Linked DNA regions of Sus scrofa: region 2 is linked to region 1. A link is a contact called in public Hi-C data. All regions are on one chromosome and are shown on one strand. The core of a region is the stretch at or near the end of the contact, and the rest is flanking DNA. Distances in the headings are between cores, read along the strand shown.

Evidence for each region. Hi-C and Micro-C count contacts between places; a contact is called where the count stands out from the background.
Region 2: a Hi-C map of retroperitoneal adipose tissue shows a contact between it and region 1, with 1.6 times the contacts expected there. The contact joins two enhancer-like sites. A contact is called at or near these places in 4 of 47 Hi-C or Micro-C datasets (embryonic fibroblasts, omental adipose tissue and retroperitoneal adipose tissue).

The regions. Positions count from the first base shown.
Region 1 is chr4:12,105,610-12,110,345 of Sscrofa11.1, reverse strand. No RefSeq gene overlaps it. Among named protein-coding and RNA genes, the nearest start is that of MYC, 350 kb to the left of the region's middle. Within about 2 kb of position 1,790, at least 19 of the 83 cell types and tissues checked have an H3K27ac peak or open chromatin away from gene starts, as enhancers often do. A contact at or near this core is called in retroperitoneal adipose tissue, where this site is marked.
Region 2 is chr4:12,235,006-12,239,572 of Sscrofa11.1, reverse strand. All of the region lies in intron 3 of LOC106509952 (a long non-coding RNA gene), which reads left to right. Among named protein-coding and RNA genes, the nearest start is that of MYC, 220 kb to the left of the region's middle. Within about 2 kb of position 2,177, at least 12 of the 83 cell types and tissues checked have an H3K27ac peak or open chromatin away from gene starts, as enhancers often do. A contact at or near this core is called in retroperitoneal adipose tissue, where this site is marked.

The sequences.
Region 1 (4,736 bases), core at 541-3,040:
GCATCCTTCAAGCTCTTATTGGTACTCTTCTTACACTCTATTGCCGTGTAATTCCCTATGAGGCAACAAAGGCGGGGACTGTCTTCTGTCATCGCATCCTAATGTTTCCCAAAGTGTCCAGGAATGGGAGATGCTTAGTAAATCGTGTCCAAAGGAATGATTCAATCAACCCAACAGTGGGCAGGCCAGGATAGTGAGATCTCGTGGAAAGAGAGATTTGGACTCAGCTTTTTTTTTTTTAATTGAAGCGTCATTAATTAATTAATTGTTTTTTTTTGTCTTTTTGCCATTTCTTGGGCCACTCCCGAGGCATATGGAGGTTCCCAGGCTAGGGGTCGAATCGGAGCGGTAGCCACCAGCCTACGCCAGAGCCACAGCAACACGGGATCCGAGCTGCATCTGCAACCTACACCACAGCTCATGGCAACGCCGGATCATTAACCAACTGAGCAAGGGCAGGGATGGAACCTGCAACCTCATGGTTCCTGGTCAGATTCATTAACCACTGCACCGCGACGGAAACTCTGAAGTGTCGTTAATTTAGAATGTTGTGTTAGTTTCAAATGTACAGCAAACTGATTCATATATATTATATATTTTTTATAAAATATATATAAATATAATATATATTTGATAAAATATATATAAATATAAAAATATATATCATATATATATACATATACACACACACATACATTTTCAGATTCTTTTTCATTGTATGTTTTTACAAGATACTGAGTACAGTTCTCTGGGCCATACAGTAGGTCCTTGTTGCTTACCTGCTTTGTATATAGTAGCATGTATCTGTTAATCCCAAACTACTATGTTACCTGCCCCCAGAGGGTATGGGTCAGAGAAGAGGGTGAGAATATTCCCAGTGGAGAACATTTTGGGAGCAAAGATCGAGGCTGGAGGGGGATCCTGGTAGCGGTGACCTGTAGGAAGGCTTGGTGGCAAACAGCTTGTCCTAGGAAGTACTTCGAAATAAGCCTGGAGATGGAAACAGGGACCCAGGATGTAGTCCCTTTGAGCCTGGCTTGTCAGACAGCCTCGATGCTGTTCCTTTTGCATCCGGGGCTGCTGTTAATTAAGGCTTCCTCTTTGCCCTAGAAGTCGCCATGCTGATTCATGCCCCAGTCACAGCCAGTCTGGATTCCCCTCCGCAGTACTATTCTAGAAACCCAACTCCCCCAAGGCAGACACTTCAGCTGTCATTAGATGCTTATTAAGGAGAGTGAGTCAGGGCGGTGGCTCAAGACACAGTTTCCACCCTGCCCCACATCCCCTTCCTCTCCTCTCCCTGCTGTGCTATTTCAAGCACACAGGCTCACAAGGTTTTGCGGGGAGTGGGAAGGACATGGATGCGGAGCTTTTAAACCTCCCAGAAAAATCTCCCTTTTGTAGTTCACTGCCTATGTGACCTTGAACAGAGAGCGAAGCCACTCTGGGCTCCAATTTCCTCAACATAATGAAACAGTGTTGCTAGGACAGAACAGGGTTAAGCATAAAGGGCTTTGCATAGGATCTGCAGTGCAGCAGGTTTGCAGGAAGTGCCCAGGGTGCCTGCGGTTGGACATTCACGTGCCCTGAGTGGCACCACTTCAGGATGTTGTCCACAGGGCCATCTCCTGCAGGATCCCCAGAAACCTTTCCCTCCCTCCTTCCTTCCTTCCTTCCTGGGGGCGCTGTTGTGGATCATCCTGGCAAAGTTCCTTTCTGTGGTCCTCAGGGGTTGGAGAGACACAGCTCAACCGCTCCCGAAACGGGAACCTCACACAAGCTTCCTGATCTGCTGCCAGACCCGGGGCCTGGCAGGGACATGTGAGCTGGTTTCTGCTTTGTGGATTTCATTGCATTGTCCAGACACAGCACCTCAGGTCTTTCTTCCTGTCACCCCTTTGGTGACACGAACAGGCACCAGAGCACACACCCTTTACCTGAAGGTCCCTACTCAAAGTTGGGGGTGCTGTTTGTGGAATTTGCTTTTTCTTCCCTTTAAAAAAATTTTTATCTCTTTATTTACTTTATTGGCCACACCTGTGGCACATGGAACTTTTCAGATTAGGGGTTGAATTGGAATGGCCGCCAAGGCCTACATCACAGCCACAGCAAAGCCGGATCTGAGCCGCCTCTGTCACCTACGCTGCAGCTTGCAGCAATGCTGGAAACAATCCGCTGAATGAGACCAGGGATCAAACCCACGTCCTCAGAGAGACAACGTCAGGTTCCTAACCCACTGAGCCACAACATGGGAACTCCACTTGCTGAAGCCTAGGTGGGCTTTAGACTCTGTTGAAGGACAGGTCCACCCAGCAACCCCTTAGTCTTGTGTGGAGCTCATCTTCTTTCCTCTCCCCGTACTTCACCCTAATCCAATCCCGCTGGGTACAGAGATGTACTAGCATCTCCTTGCATCTTGTACATCCAGCTCCCCCCCCCTCCCCGCCCCCGCAGCCCGGGCACACACTGAGAGCATGTTTCCTTGCTATCAGTATCCCCTGGCTTGGCATTCAATACTCTCCCATTTTGTGCCCCACCCACTCAGGCATCCTCTTCTAGCCTTGACTTCCCAGTGGTTAGGAGCTAATGGGCATGCAGACATAACCTTCTCCATAGGCAGAAAGAATCACTCTCCCTTTCCAAAAAACGAGCTCTAAGGGAGGGAGCTGAGGCACAGAAGTGGGAGTCATAAAACTTGCATTCCCAGCCCCACTACTCACTGGTTTTGTAATCTTGGGCAAATCACTTAACCTCTCTGAGCCACCAAAAGTTATTCGAAAGGGTGGGGTTAATGCTAATTGACCCGGGTGCCTCCTCCCCCGGCTCTCCACTTACTGTGAGAATCAAGTGAGATAATGTCTGTGAAAGTGCTCTATAAACCAGAGCTGTTATTATGTGGAGGCGACCTATTATTATCAAGAACTGGCTTTCCTAATTTTTCCAGCTCTCCCTCCCTCTCCATCCGCTGCACTGACTTGAGGCTCTGTGGAGGTGTACCTTTGGGGCCAGAAATTAGAAAAATTCTGCTTGGCTTACCAAGAGCATCTTGGGAGTTGCTATGATTTAAGCATGTGGAGCCAAAGAAGCATAAAGGAGTCAGAGCCAGAATCTTTCTTGGTGTGGCTTTTTAATGTCCCAGGGGAATCTACCATGTTAAACTCCACACGGAAATCAGAAAGAATTGCCCCCCCTCACCCACCCCACTGCCCCGCCTGGTTCACCCAGGTCCTCACAGGTTGCCTTCAGGTTGGATAAGCCTGGCAGGGGTAACTCCTGAGCGTTTTCCCAACCCATCCTCTTTCTGTGTCGCATTACCATGCTCTTGTTGGGGCTATGACCATCTCCCTGAAGCCTCTGCCTCCAGGCCTGCCCCCCTTCATCCACGCATGTACCCAGATGAGCTCTCTGAATCAGTCTCTGAATAATTCATCTTGGCTTGAATCCTGCCCTATGGGTTCCCATTGCCCTCAAGGTGAAGTCTAACTCTACTTACAAGGGCACCTGCTGGACTTTCCAGGCTTGCCATGACCTCTCATGGCCTCAAGCTTAGCCTTTAAGTAGTTCTGCTCACCTGGGATCTTGTTCTCTCTTACCACCTCCTCGTCCTGTATGGATCAGCATAGACATCACCCAGTGATGAAGCTTACCCTTACTCCCCTGGACAAAGTGGGGTGTCTGCTCTACGTTCCACAGCATTTTGCTTTTTGCATCTAGTAGCCTCTCTATCCTTGATTATTTTTACATGTTAGGATCTGTTTTCTTCATGAAGCTGGAAGCTCCATTAAGCCAGGCTCTACCACTCTCTTGGTCATTCATTGTAGTCATGGCACCCAGTCCAGGGTCCAGCAGTGCACAAATGAATCAATGAATGAAGTGGATGATTTTGTTCTAGATTTTGTCTCTAGAAGCCTGGAAGTTCCAAGGTCTTCAAAGATAGCACAAATGAGCTCATTTTAGAGAAGAATGAATACATTATTGAACAAAAAGTATGCACAGTTTCATATCGAGCGAAGGGATCGCCTTGAGCCCAAGTCTGTTTTCCACTAAGACCCATGTTTCAATCACTCCACCCAGCTGCAAGCGGTATCAGAAAAATCTATATTTGAACTCCCAGAACTTATCGGTTGTGTTCACTGAAGTCAGTTACTTTATCTCCTTGAACGCTATTCCTTATGAGAGTGCTCTGTGAATTGAACATGATCTTTGTAGAGTGCCTGGGATTTGGGAGGTGCCCAACTTTAATTGTAAGTCAGTAAGTTAGAGACAGAGTTGAGATGTTCCAAATTCAGGCAGTCCTAACTAGGACCAATGACTTTCTTCTGTAACATCCCTGAAGAAGGGGAGAGGTCAGCCTGAAATTGAGCTTCTTGCATCTTGGGGAACTTATCGTTTCTTGAGGCAGGTTAACTACTATGTCCTTTGACAACTGGAGTTTGTGAAGTGCTTTGCACATGCAGCAGAATTCTACTGCCCTGTGGTCCTACATGCTCAAGACTGTTAGAGAAAGTGCAGCCATGGTGCCAAAGGCATCTCCCCAGCCATCTGGGGACAGCTGTTCTGTCCCCACTATTGCCTCTGAAGTCTCACTTCTCTAGGTGGACCACACCAGTCAGTCCCTCCACTCTTTGCTCATGAAAGAGGGCTTAAAGTCTCATTATCCATTCCATTGCTAGCCTAGTACCAGCCCCAGTGCCTCCATACATCCTTAACGATAACCGCTGAAAGAAAACTTAGCA
Region 2 (4,567 bases), core at 928-3,427, 130 kb before region 1:
TTCCAGGGACCCTCAAGTCGTACGTAGTGTCCCTTTCGCCGTGTCCCAGCCCAGCTTCTGGCTCTCCTGAATGAGGCGATGCCATGCCAGCTCTCCTACTGTCTCTAGTCACCATTTGGTGGGTCTGACTGTCACCACGCGGAGCTCAGCTCTCGATGTCAGGCCCCCTGGGGTACTGCGGTAGCTTCCCAACGCCAGGCCCTGCCTCTTCCCAGCCACTCTCCTCCCGGCCGCCCTCCGTGCTGCTGCCAGCTGCCTCTTCCTGCAGCACAGCTTGGCTTGCATCACTCACCCCTGCAAGGTCATCCATGGGTTTCCTGTTCCCGCTGACTCCGAGGAGTTCACAGTCCCCAGCCAGGACGGAAGCAGGCCTCTCCAGCCTGGTCTCCCTCCCTCTGTGCATTTGCCTTCTGCTCATGCCCCCTTGCAAGCCTGAGCTTCCCTGGCCCCACGTCTCACGGGTCATCCCTATAGGGGCCGTCGTCTTGGCCCTGGAGCCGTCATGGAATCCCCAAAGGTAGTGCTGTTTAGGATGTGTGAGGTACCAGGGCCCCTGCCCCCTCAGACAGCACGTGCTTTTGAAAGACCATTCTCCCAGTCCTTCCCCAGTGCCCCATGCCGGGCCAGAGACATGATGCCACCCTTCACACATGCTCACTACCTGGTCGGGTGGGGTCCAGAATCAAGAAGAAAGGCAATGGAACCCTGAAGGCCTGTCCACCGTGTTGGGCCTGTTGCCTATAGTTGCTCCTTAAACTACCCCTTAAATGAATAATGCCATGGCCTCATTTTGCACTGCCTTAAAACGGATGCCTCTTAGCTCTTGAAACGTGAAGTATTTTTAGTGCACTCTGCCAGCAACGGCATTTCCATTTGTAGCGCTGCTTATATTGAGTTCAAAGATGGCCCAAACATTGGTGAATGATATTTTACTATTTAGGACATAGTATGACTATCATCAATTTTATAATAATCGCTAACAGGTATTGACCACACATCAATCACCGTTAATGCTTAGGTCATTGAACATTTGCAGAAATGCACTGAAGTTGGGACTATAGTGTCTCCATTTTCTGGATGAGGAAACTAGGGCACAGAGAGGTTACGTGATTTATCCAGGGTCACACAGTTAGTTCAGAGTAGAGCCCAATTCCCCACCTAGGTGGTTTGGCTCTAGAACCTGCAGCATCATGTCCCATAATCTGTACCACCTCCCTCTACATGCACCATTTTGTCCCCCTCATCAGAGGGAGAAGGATTCTTTGTCCCTGCATGAACGTGATGAACACTATTGCTACACTTTGTTTTTTTGTTGCTATTTAAACTTCACAGGCACGTGGTCCTTGTGGCAAAGATGATTCCCGGTTTCATAGATGTGTCCCAAGTGCAATGACCAAGTCCAAGGTCACAATCCCATTGCACCCCACTGGGTGCAATTGACTTATGTCCCAGCACTCCTTGTCCCCTGGCTGGAATCTCTTCTTCCACAGGGAGCCCCTGACCCGGCCCCACCCTGCTCTAAATGCTGCTCTTCCCACACCAGGCAGACCACACTTGAGATGTTTGCACCAGCCTGAGTTGGAAATGATGTTTTCTTCAGAATTTCATTTTTGGCCTGTGGATTTTCCATTTGTGAGTTCTTATCCTCTGTTGCGATAGGAAGGCCTCTTTTCTCTCTCTCTCTCTTCTATTTTTTCCCCAAGCTGAGGAAATACAGGGAGGGAGGGAAGATATCTTTCCATATTCCATCCTAGGGAAGCTTGCCGAAGAGTCTGTCCTGTCGGCTGCTGGCTGGAGGCCCGTCCCCAGCCTCGGAAGCCACGTCCACAGAGAGCCTTGGGCCGACTGGGTCCCGGGGCCCTCCGCCACGGCCCTGGGCATGCAGGCAGCCCGACCCTGCCTTGGAATGTTCCTTCCAGAACATAGCATCTTCTTGGCTCCAGAAACCCCCCTCTGCTGGGAAGCAGCCGATTTTCTCTTCCCAGCCTGCCCCACCCCCACCCCCTTTGATTACTTTTAATAACTACGCAGGAAGTGCCTTTCCCTCCAGTAAAGACAGTCATCGCATTCTTCAGCTTTGCTCCTGACGTTTTCTTCAAATCCCCAAGTGCCTTGACACAGGCGCGTGAATCACCGTTTAGAGGAGGCGAGAACTCTGGCTCTAGATTAGATGAGACTAAAGTTCGGATGCAGGGCTGAGCATTGGACTGGCTGTGTGGACCTGGGCAAGTTCCGTAACCTCTCTGAGGCTCCTTCAGTTCCTTCTCCGCAGAAGGGAAGATTTTGGTCCCAGCAAGCCTGTGCGAGCAAGGCCTGTTCCTCGCCTGGGGGCACACGGTGGGCCCAGGGCTAACTGCCTCCCTCCAGGTACCACCTCTTTGGATGGTGGCTCGACAGAAAGGGTGGTGAACTCGATGTGAGAAGGTGGGCAGGAAATGACAGGTCAAAGTCTCGAAGCCGTTTCCCATCGGAAAGGTATTTCGAAAGTAGTTCCGTGATCTCGGCAGCACTGCCCTAAGGACCTGGGGCTACAAGGCACGTTCCAGAACTTCTCTCTCATTTTTGAAGGGCGCTAAGGGACAGGCTTGAGTCTCTGGGGGCAGGCGGCCTTGCCAGGCAGTGAATGGTTCCTTCCTCTGTAGCCCGTGCATTAGAACATCTGCTGACACAGCCAGAGCTTTCTAGCTCCGGGCTTTGGGACTAGTCTCTGTGCCTTAGCGTTCTCATCGGAAAAATGGTGATAGACACACACCCCTCGCCTCACACAATTATTGTGCGGCTTAGATGCAGGAACGGGAGCACAGGCTCAGAACGATGCTTGTGGTGCGAAGTGCTTGCTAGCTGCCCTGCCTGGTCACGGAGCTTCCCCTCTGTGTGTAGACATAGGCACACGCGTGCAAGCCCGGTTATTTGCATCTGTTTCCCCATCAGAAAGTGAATGCTTGCAGCACATATGATCTCTGTGGGGCATGGACCAATGTGACAGCTGCATTCCTTGGTCCGTCCTGGGGAGAAGGGGTTCAAAATGGGAGCTGAAGAATCCCTGTGCCAAAGTGGTCTGGTGGAGTTTATGAAAAATACTATCTCCCGGACTCCACCCCAGAACCAGCGAATCAGAGGCTGAGTATCTGCTGGGGTCCCTGTCGGGGCTTTTCTTTCTAGTCTCAATGCAGCAGAGGCAGCAGAGCAGCAGACCCGTGCAGCGGGGCTTCACAGCCCACTCTCCTTGTCTCCCGTGCAGCCAGGCCATTTCGGGGTGGGGTTGGGGAGGTGCTCCCGTGGCGCAGTCGGTTTGCGTGCGGGGCTTAGACTAGTGGGGACGGGGAAGACGTGGTTCAGTGAACACGGAGCCTCGGCTTGACCTCGGTGGTTGGCTCTTGGAAATGCAGAGAAGATTGCATTGCTTTCTGTGGCACAGTTTCCTTCCTGCTCACTCGCCCAAGGAGTCGATTCCAGCTGCTGGCTGATTCCAGCTGTTTGACTCACTGCTGTTTGCTCTCATTCTGCGTTGAGTGAAGGAGAGTGTTCCACGGCCAGAAGCCATGTGTGTTCTCAGGCTGCCGTTCCTGGGCGAGGTGGGTGTTCACTGCCCTTGCAAGGCCTTCCATACCTAAGATGCGCCCAAGTGCTCCCCAGCAGGGTCCCTTTGTTGGGTGTTCCAGGTTGTCGCCACGTCTCCTCTGTGCCTGTGCTCCCGTGGCAGTGGCACAGGGCTTAGTACAGCCCAAAGAGCCCAGGTTCAAATCCTGGTGGGTCCTTAGCTCCGTAACTTTCCATAAGTAACATCATTACAGATACTGTCCCTTTTCTCTCCATAAAATGACATGATGAATTGATTTCATGAATGATCCGGCCCTTCACCTATTCCGTGTATTTCTGATGCCGAACTTGATGACGGCGGGGTGTTAACAGGCAGACTTCAGGGAGAGCTTGGAAAAGTGTTTGCATTTGTGCTGTTGGACCTCTGCCATCACCATGGGAAGGGCCTTTCTAGACTGGCCTTCTGCTTCCACAAGAAGGAGAGACATCTCGAGTATAACCAAGGTGCTCTAATCCTCCTAGTTGAGACCCGCCTAGACCTGCTGACAGCCAGTCAACTCCCAGACCCTGAGTGAGCCCAGCCAAGATCATCAGAGCTCCCTGCCCAACCACCCAGGTGTGTGGACATGGAACGCTTAGTGCTTATGCCACTGAGGTGTTTTGTTGTTGTTGTTGTTGTTTTGGTTATTTTGCCTTCAGTGATCAGAGCTCGTTATTTCACATAACCGAGCTGTGGAGGTGGGATGGGTCCAGGTTCGGTTAATTTCGGCTCCACGGTGTTGCCAAAGACCACGGTTTCTCCTCCCTTGCCGTCTGCTCTCCTCGGGGGTTTCTTTTCTTCCTACACTCCTTAGAGTGCCCACTATCATCTCATCACCCTGGGGTCACTCATGTGGCTACAGCGACCTGGTGGCTTCATCAGGCCTGAGTGGTCTCACATACCAGTGCAGGGTTTCGCGCTGGTTGCCTTCTGAGCTCCATCTCCAGGTGAGTCCAGGTTTCTTCACCCGGCAGTTGCAGATTTCCA